2 separate regions of the Mus musculus genome follow, and region 1 is linked to region 2. A link is a contact called in public promoter capture Hi-C data. All regions are on one chromosome and are shown on one strand. Each heading gives the region's core, a stretch centred on a gene start, on an enhancer-like site or on the middle of the called end of the contact. The rest is flanking DNA. Distances are from core to core; before and after follow the strand shown. Region 1 overlaps Fam107b (family with sequence similarity 107, member B). Region 2 overlaps Fam171a1 (family with sequence similarity 171, member A1).

Region 1 (4,645 bases), core at 996-3,495, 570 kb before region 2:
CGGAAACGCTCGCTGCCACTACCAAAATAAAAGGAAAGCTAGACTCTCAGGGCAGCCATAGGAAGGCCACACTCACCTGTTCAGTAGAAAAGTTGAGGGCGGGGGGGAAGAGTATTTCAGTCCCAATTGGAATCAGAGTGTTTTCCTTATAATGTAACCCATAGATAAGGGAATAATAGGCTTATTGGGCATGTGTGCTACACACCACATACACACACACACACACACACACACACACACACACACACACACACACACTCAACCAAGAACATTTAACTTTGCTCTGACTTTAAAAATGATAAATCATATAAAATTGGAAAACACAGAAGGGTATATAAAACAGACATCAGCATGTTATTAAACACATTCATATTTTGACAAATGAGGATATAAAAATAGGCTAGTGGTGTGATTTGTAGGAATTAAGAGGGACTGTTCTTCAACTATGAACAGAAAGTATGCAAATTGAGGGTGGGGTCCAGCAGCAGGCAGAAGTATCTAAGGTCAGCAGGAAGAACCGGCAATATCAGCATTTACCTGTCTGACTTGTGTGTGGTGGGAGGATTACTGACTAGAGAATGAAATGGGAATGAGATGTGAGAGCGAAACTCCAGAATTCATGTGACGGTGTGACTAGGAGGAGGAGGGGGTGGTGACCAGGTTTGAAAATGAATTAATAAATTAACGGGGGGGGGGGGGGAAGCATAGAAAACATTCAAAGTCACTGTGCAGAGCGTGGGCCAAGGAGGAAAGGGTTCCATTTCCAGGCTGCCCTGAGGCCCTCCGAAGCGGGGGTGGGGGGGTGGGGGGGTGGGGAGGGGATGGGGGATGGGGGGGTGGGGGGGTGGAGGAGTGGGGGGGGTGGGGGGATTTCTCAGTTACAGAGTGACTTTCTCTGGCTGGGCTCAGCCATCTACGGACAGGAGCAGGTGGTGAGGATGAGGATGGAAGGGATGCCAGGGTGTCCATTGGGGGGCATTCGATACAGCAGAGCCAACGCATGGGAGAGAGCAGCAGCAGAGGACAGCAGGAGGCTTATGAGGGAGTCCAGCACAGCCTGGACTCACCCTTCCTAAAGGGAGCCCAGAAAATTCCATCCAACAGTGAGATCTCAGAAGTTTGGACCAGAAGCAGTTGTTACTAACAAGACCTAGAGCAGTGATCCCTGGAGCGGCATCCTAGAGAGAAGGGTGTCCCACTCATCTTGATGTGAGTTCTGAAAGTCACATGTCCTGTGCAAGTAAGTCTTCAGGTCACAGACTCACTATACCAGAGCCACCCCAGTCACAACCAAACTGGGGCTTCTGTCCCCAGTTCATGCTGACTGAGGACCAGGGCTAACAAGACATATGGCTAAGGTCAGCCTCTAGGGAGCCAGAGACAGAAGACTGACTACAGGGCAGGGTCTCCATTTCCTGTTTTCAGACCAAAGGCCTCTAGGTGTGAGAGACACGGTATTCTCTCCTAGGCTGCAGGCTGCCAAAAAGCAGAGCGTACAGAGGTGGGGTAAGAGCTGGCTGACCACAGGACAGGAACAGAAGTGGGCATGGAGCAAGAACAGAGAAAGCATGAACACAGAATAGAAGAGCACACAGGACAAGCCAAGACAGTGACGTAGAAAGGCACTCAGAACAAGGACCTGACACCTTGAAGGAACACTCTGCCACTGGAAACCAAGAAGAGCGACAAATACAGGTCTCAGAAGGCAGAAACTCTACAACACAAGACCAGAACAAATGAAGCAAACCAAACTGTCCCCAAGCCAAGAGCAGCTACTATCCTTGGAGACCCAGAGCATACATGCACCATCCCCATCACTACAAGAAAAGTTCAGTCAGATGCGCAAACCTCATCTCTATTGGAAAGTAAATAGCCTCATTGTCAGTTAATTGAAACCTAGTTACAAAAGCAAACATTTGTTCTTGATGAAGCAGCTCCCTCACTCTGTGACAATACGCCTTGTAGCTAAAAGTCAGACCTCCTCACAGTCCTGGATGGATGCCACCCTCAGCCAACATTCACACTGCTTCACCATCTGGCACATGCTGAATCAATCACTCCTGACTACCTATAAACACTCTGCCCAACTACAGAAGGCTCTTCAGATCTGCCTTGCAATATCACCCTGACATTATAAAGTGCACAGGCTCCGGGGCAAATCAGAAATGCATGCCTTATGGTGTGCTCATGACATCACAGCTCACTTAAAAATGTAGATCTTCCTGTGGATCCAATCACAAGGAGAAGACTAGACTTGAGCTATATCTCCTACCAACCCAACACTAGGACAGTCACCACGCATGCCCAAGGATGCTGCTCGCTCTCACAGTGCACTGTGGGATTCAGAGTTCCATTAGAGACCCTAGAAACTGCAAACAATGCTGCCTGGCTCCTGTGTGATTCTCTCCTATTCCTCCCAAGTTTATCACTGGACATGTGGGGTTTTAAAGAGCAACTGCGCCAATGATCTGTGCCTCCTTCTGTACGTCAGCCTCCTCCACACAGCACGCACTGCACAGCTGCCAATGTGAAAGGTGTTACAAAACCTGCAAGACATGGCTAGCAAATTTCAGTTTCAGTGTGCTTGTTAAAAATAATAATAAAGTAGAAAAACAAAACAAAATTTAAAAACCCAGTTCACTGAGAACAGAATTCAATCACATTCACTCAACTCCCCTGCCAACCCACACAATTGAATTATAACCCTTCCCCCAAAAGTCTTTTATCTGGTATATAACAAATGGCTGGGTAAAATTTCCTTAGGCATCCTAATGTAAGTACTCCTGACTGACTCTGTAAGAATGAACCACTTGTTATAAACGCATGGTACATAAAACTTACTCAGTATCTCAAAAGCAAGCCATGGTTTTTGTTGCTTTTGCTATCTGCCCATTCTGAGGAGAACCCACAGACTAGTGTTGGGTTGGTAGGAGATGTGTGTGTGCGTGCGTGCGTGCGTGCGTGCGCTCGGGGGATAGTAGTTGGCATGACGACAAAGGCCTTACTCTTTGCAGTAAATCAAATTAACAGACTGTGATATAGTGATTCAAAACTGACCAACACGGGAGATAGAAGGAAAAACATAAGGACCACAAATAAATCACTTATTAAACCCACAGGAAAAGCCGTATGTAACTATATCCGTAAATTTACATGAAACAAAAGAAATAGATTATGTGATACTTTAATAATATTACATCATATATTTCCCCAATGTATCTTTACTTTTAACACAAGTCACCTATGGTCCTTTAAATTCTGCAAGAAGAAAAGAAATTGCTTTCTAATTTGTGCATATCTGGTCACAACCAGCCGGTAGCAGGAAGTCTGCGTCCAGATCCATTTTATCCCAGAGATCAGACTAGTCTACATTACTCTGCACCCCATCTGTGCACAGCAGGAAAGGAAATATGACATCCTATACTCACAATGCAGCTTCCTGGTGGCCTTTCATGAAAACAGATTTTGTTGGCCTTTGCCGTAAGCTGTTCATAAAAGTAAATTATCCAAAAGAATCAATAAAGAATTGGACACAGCCTCTTTCATGGAACACAGCTTCTTTCATAGAACGAGGTAGGAGCCAGAGCTTCTAGATTTTCTATATTGGGTGTTTATATCACCCTGTACTAAGCCTCACTACAAAGCATAAAAACTCAGAAAAAAATTGTTGTGTGGCACCTGAGACACCAGGCAAACAGCAGCCACAGGAGCAGGTCACACAGATGCACACTTCCCAGTCAATCCCTGATGGTAAGGAAGCATTTTACCCCGGGACTCCAGCCATGAGTGCTGGCATGTACCTGTAATCCCAGTGCACAGGAGGCAAAGGCAGCAAGATCCATTCCCAACCCCCCTCGAAAACAACAGGTCCTAACCCAGACCCACATCTATGTGTCATAATATACTAGTGGTTATGTCACCCATTTTCTCCTGCATTTGTGTCTTAAAGTAGATTGCTAACACACCTTGCAAAAATATCCAGCTCCAGGTAAATGGACAAGCAAAATGAGCTATCTGCATACAATGGGAAATCATTCACCCAGAAAAAGAAAACATCTGACCCGTGCTATGACCTGGACGAAACTTCAGAACAACAGACTCGGTGCAGTAAGATGAAAAACAAATATTGTACCACTGCACTAATGCAAAGCCCTTCATGTGGTCACATTTATAAAGAAGACAGAACAGTGGTAGCCAGGGATGGAGGAGAAGAAGAGGACCCCAGCTCTGCTCCTAGCAGCCATACTGGGGGTGGCGGGAGGCTCACAACCATCTATAACTCTGGAAGATATGGCATCCTCTTGTGGCTCCAGGGGCACCACACATGACAAATACTCACACAGACACATGCACATATAAACATAAATAAAAAATCAAATGTTTAAAACTATATAACTTTTTAGAAAGTATTTTCTTTCCGAAATGTATGCTGCCTACTGTGTTTGCCCTTCAGCTCACAGTATGGCAGCGGCATGATTTCTGCTTGAACCCAGATATAGAGTCCTTTAAACTCGGGCTATAACCTGTGCTTATCAAAGCACACATCCACACTGACCCTGCTGGGTAAAAAGGAACTTGCTTTTCAAGAAAAGAAAATGTATACTGGTAATCCACAGCCTTCTATTCACATAACACTCCGGAAGAA
Region 2 (4,278 bases), core at 750-3,249:
TAATGATTATCTGCTATAACTTGTATGCTCTTGGATTCCCTTCCCAGCCTTATTATGGCACTTGGCAATTCTTGTGTCTGATTCTAAAAGGAATACTCACCTTGGTGAGTGCAGAGGTCAGACCCCTGTACTGGCCCCCCACAGAGTATGGACAGTGCAGGCACACTTCAGTGCAGGGCCCTAGAAACCCCTAGTCAGCCCTCTCCAGCTATTCTCCAGGTAGCACCTGTCACTGTCGATGGTACAAAGAGCCTCTGCAAACCTCTCTGTTGATCTGAGGTCATGTGTGATAAGGAACTCCTACCTCTGCTCAGTTTATTCTTAAAAGCATTGCTTAGTGTTCACTAGGGTATTGCAATCTCTATACCAGTATCTGGCTTCCTTTCTACCCACTGGAGCAGCATGGAGAAGATAAGTTTGCAACAACGGCCCTTGGGAACACAGACCGCCATTCTGCGCACCATTTAATGGTCTACCACCCCAGCCAGCTGACTCGCGCACAGCAGCTCGGGGAGAGAAGGCAATGTGGTCGACACAGCAGCTTCAGCTTGCAATGTGGTAGACACAGCAGCTTCAGCTTGGGAAACAAAGAGAAGAGCTCTGTTCAGGGAGCCAGTGAGGGTTCCTCGCACATTCTTAGAGCATCTTACTCCCATCACAGTCTTGACAGGCTCTGCACACGATGTGCTCTCTTCCCTCAACCTCTCGAGCTCTCTGTGTCTCCTATGCACACACTTCTGGCTTGGCCAGAAGATCTCAGGGCAACCAATCAGTGTATTCTTTTACCCCTTTGTCTATATGTCCATAACCTGTTTGAAGCACAAACTGATGAGTATCCAATGAGCAGGAATTTCTAACCCACTTGTCAGAATGTTGAGATGTAGAATACCAAACATTTATAAAAATACATCAGTTAAAGGAATATGTCTCTCTCTGTCTTTGTGTCTCTCTCTCTCTCACACAAACACAGGCACAGAAACACACACACACACACACACACACACACACACACACACACACACACACATATCCCTACTTTTGTATTTTTCAAGTGTCAGGATAACTTTCACTTGAAGCACACTATAATAGAAACAGAAAAATATCAACACCCTCCCGTAAGTTCTGGCTAAGGCTCCTGTAAAGTCCGTCCATTCACTCTGAGGTAAGCCGTCATCCACACTCTGTTATGCTGCATGATAAAAAGGAAGATTGTTGGGGCTGCTTCAGCATGTGCCTTCTGCCATCAGAGCAAATTTAGGATAGCTGGATTCTTGCAGCTAGCCAAGGTGTTCCTGAGCTAAACATCTCAGGGTCTTTTGAAAGCTACTGCTGGACTTGCATAATTTACGTGCATAACCACATGCTCATGGGAAAAATTAAAGACATCATGTTCCTATGATCTCACCTAAATAAGCTATCTCATCAGTTATACAGCAAACTAGACTGATCCGACCCCAGCCTTCTGCATGTACTATCAGGAACCACTTAAGGACTTACTCAGCAAAAAGATAATGTGGCTTGTCCAAAGAATAATTAAAACAGCTAATGATATAAAACATAGTAAATATGGTTAAAGAGGAAAAAAGTCATGGTCAGTCCAAGCTTCACAGAACTTGTCCATAGAGGCTGATGGATATTCACAGGTCTAGCAATAGTCTCATTGTTGTCAGACACTGTACGATAGATAATGGTAATTACACAGCAGTGCAAACATGAGATGTGTTCACTGAGCTCACAAGCTCACCGTATAACTGAACACGAGAAGGACAGTGACACAATATGGTGACAAACAGACACAGCTTTAAGGTACTGCTGCTTCACTGGTGTTTAAAAATGCCCAGGAAGGCACAGATTCCTGTCATGCAGATATGGAAGATGCTGGGGATGCCTAAGTTAATGAGCGACGGTAAACATGTCTGGAAAACTAGCGTACACACCTCAGCCAAGCTTCAGACATCTGTTGGAAGATGCTAGTGCAGTGGTTACCAAGGCAACCTGGGTAGGGGAAAAATTGTGTGTGCATATTTCCAGCTCCACCTATACCATTTCTCTGGGGAGAGGGGGTCTAGGGATACAGTAAGAGCAAAACTGTATAGCATTTATTTTGCACAAAGCCTTGAGATTTGAAGAGAATGATAATGGTTATTTTAGCAAATCATATCTCCCCATGGGAAGAGGCTCAGCACATACAAGCGCTAAACGGGAGGCAACTGGGAGGAATTGGATTCATTAATTACTTTGAGAATTAAAGAAAATGGGAAAGAAAGGGCCAGCGGAAGAGGCTGCTGGAAGGCTGTGAACGGCTCGAGTGTGTGAGACTCCCTGGCACTTGAAATAGTACAAGAGACAGATGAAGGCGCCCTCAGAAGCTCAAGTTTAATCAATGTGGCGATTAAGTTACACATATGAGCTTATCTCTCAAAGAAAGGGAGCTATTTAACAAGCTACACTGAGCTGTTTCATTGCGAAGCACGATCCAGACGGAGCCGACATTCCAAGCCACATCAGTGTCTATTTAGGAACATTTTTGGAGTGTCCATTTTGTGGCAAAGCAGTATGGGAAGGGATTCGATGCTGCTAACTCAATCAGGTCTTGAAACGTTTACAGCCTCTGTGTAGCCCAGGCTGGCCTCGAACTCATGATCCTCCTTCCTCTGCCTCCTTCAGCAAATCCTACCAGGATACACTACCACAACTGGCATTTACAGCCTCTGCCAATCCACCACTCTTTGTTCATAAAATAGCAATGTCAACTGCCTTGAAGAGATTGTAGGTTTTGCTGGAAGACTGACGGGTAACAATATTTATATCACATCTGATAGTAGACTCTTCCTGATGTCACTACATGGCAAGCACCCTACTAATCTTACCTGTGAAACAGTCTAAAAACCATCACCTTTACCACAACCACTACTGCTCTCGCTGTCATCCGCTATTAACCCTTCACCATCACTATCACCACCATTCGAACTCCCCCTATTGGTACCCACCCCCACTAGCATCATGACCCACCAGCACTGCCACTACTAGTGCTACCACACTGTCAGCTTCTTAGTCACAGAAAAATGGAAGTTGAGAGAGTGTACTTCTTGGGTACAGAGCTTTGGGCTCTGGCAGCCTGAATTTAGTGTCAGCTCTGCCACTTACAACGTACAGTTTCAAAGTAGAATTTTTTCTCCTGTATAAGAAATAGGCGATGTCTCTGCTCCTAATCTCTCGGCTACTGAGAGGTACCAGTGTGAGGTACTTCTCATAGAGTGAGACACATATTAGACATTTTTATAATCATCTGATCTCTGATTATTTGACTGCTAAGATAGCACATGAAAGAACCTAAAAGATCCCAAGAGACCTCTGGACAGGTTCTAATGAGGAGTTGGCCGTACCTTGGTGATTTTGTATCTTCCTCTCACACATAATAGTGATAACACAGCATGCCTCATCTATTTCTGCACAGCTCGTGTGCAAGGCATGGAATGTCCTGGGCCGAGCTACCCTTATCTTCCAGCTTTTGCAGGGCTAGGGGTGAACCCAGGGTCCTTTACACACCAGGAAGTACTCTACTTCAGAGTAATAATGTTGGGTCCCAGGTTATCTTTTAAGGATATTTGTTAGTGAACAACCAGGCGAGGCAGATCTAATGCCTCCTGCTACAGCAAAGGGCAGGCCAGCTCACTGCCCACTAGGAAAGATTTGGGTTCCTGACATATAAAGCACCTCACTGTGTGCACAGAGTGCACATCTTGGCTGCTCTGAGCTGCTTCGGAAGGTAGGGCTCAGGACACTGGGGCAGGGATGCTGATGATGGTTTCTACCATGATCAGTAAATGGTCTGTCATCTCTTCTCCCAGCAGCTATAGAATCGTGCCGGGAGAGGGAACTCGACTCCAGGAAGGCTAGGCTCCTCGGCTCTAGAGAGTCTCTGACAGTTACACAAAGCATCCCATCCACTATGTAGCAAGGCAGGGAAGAGGCTGGGGCCTGAGGAGGTGAATGAGAGCCAGAGGGAAACACGGATGTGAAGGCTCCACATCCCAAGCAATGTTCTTTCACTGACGGGTTTTCAGATTCTTAATAATCCTGGTTGGCAATGGCCAAGCTGGGTCTTCCATCATGGCCTCTGCTCATGCTGCACTCCCTCCCTCCCATGGGCCGGACGTTCTGTTTCACTGGTTTAACGTGCTGTTCTAGAGTGTTCCACAGAGGTCCAGTCTTTCCCATGAGATGCCAGAAAGAAGTAGAATCAGAGGCTTGTCTTCTGTGAGTCCTGGTAAGTAT

What was found. Promoter capture Hi-C pulls out the DNA fragments that hold promoters and counts their contacts.
Region 1: a contact with region 2 is called in a promoter capture Hi-C map of hippocampal neurons, with 1.9 times the contacts expected there. The contact joins two enhancer-like sites.

Annotation. Positions count from the first base shown.
Region 1 is chr2:3,737,256-3,741,900 of GRCm38.p6, reverse strand. The region is part of intron 1 of Fam107b (family with sequence similarity 107, member B); the gene reads right to left. Among named protein-coding and RNA genes, the nearest start is that of Fam107b, 26 kb to the right of the region's middle. Within about 2 kb of position 2,245, at least 62 of the 459 cell types and tissues checked have an H3K27ac peak or open chromatin away from gene starts, as enhancers often do. A contact at or near this core is called in hippocampal neurons, where this site is marked.
Region 2 is chr2:3,166,967-3,171,244 of GRCm38.p6, reverse strand. All of the region lies in intron 1 of Fam171a1 (family with sequence similarity 171, member A1), which reads right to left. Among named protein-coding and RNA genes, the nearest start is that of Fam171a1, 51 kb to the right of the region's middle. Within about 2 kb of position 1,999, at least 22 of the 459 cell types and tissues checked have an H3K27ac peak or open chromatin away from gene starts, as enhancers often do. A contact at or near this core is called in hippocampal neurons, where this site is marked.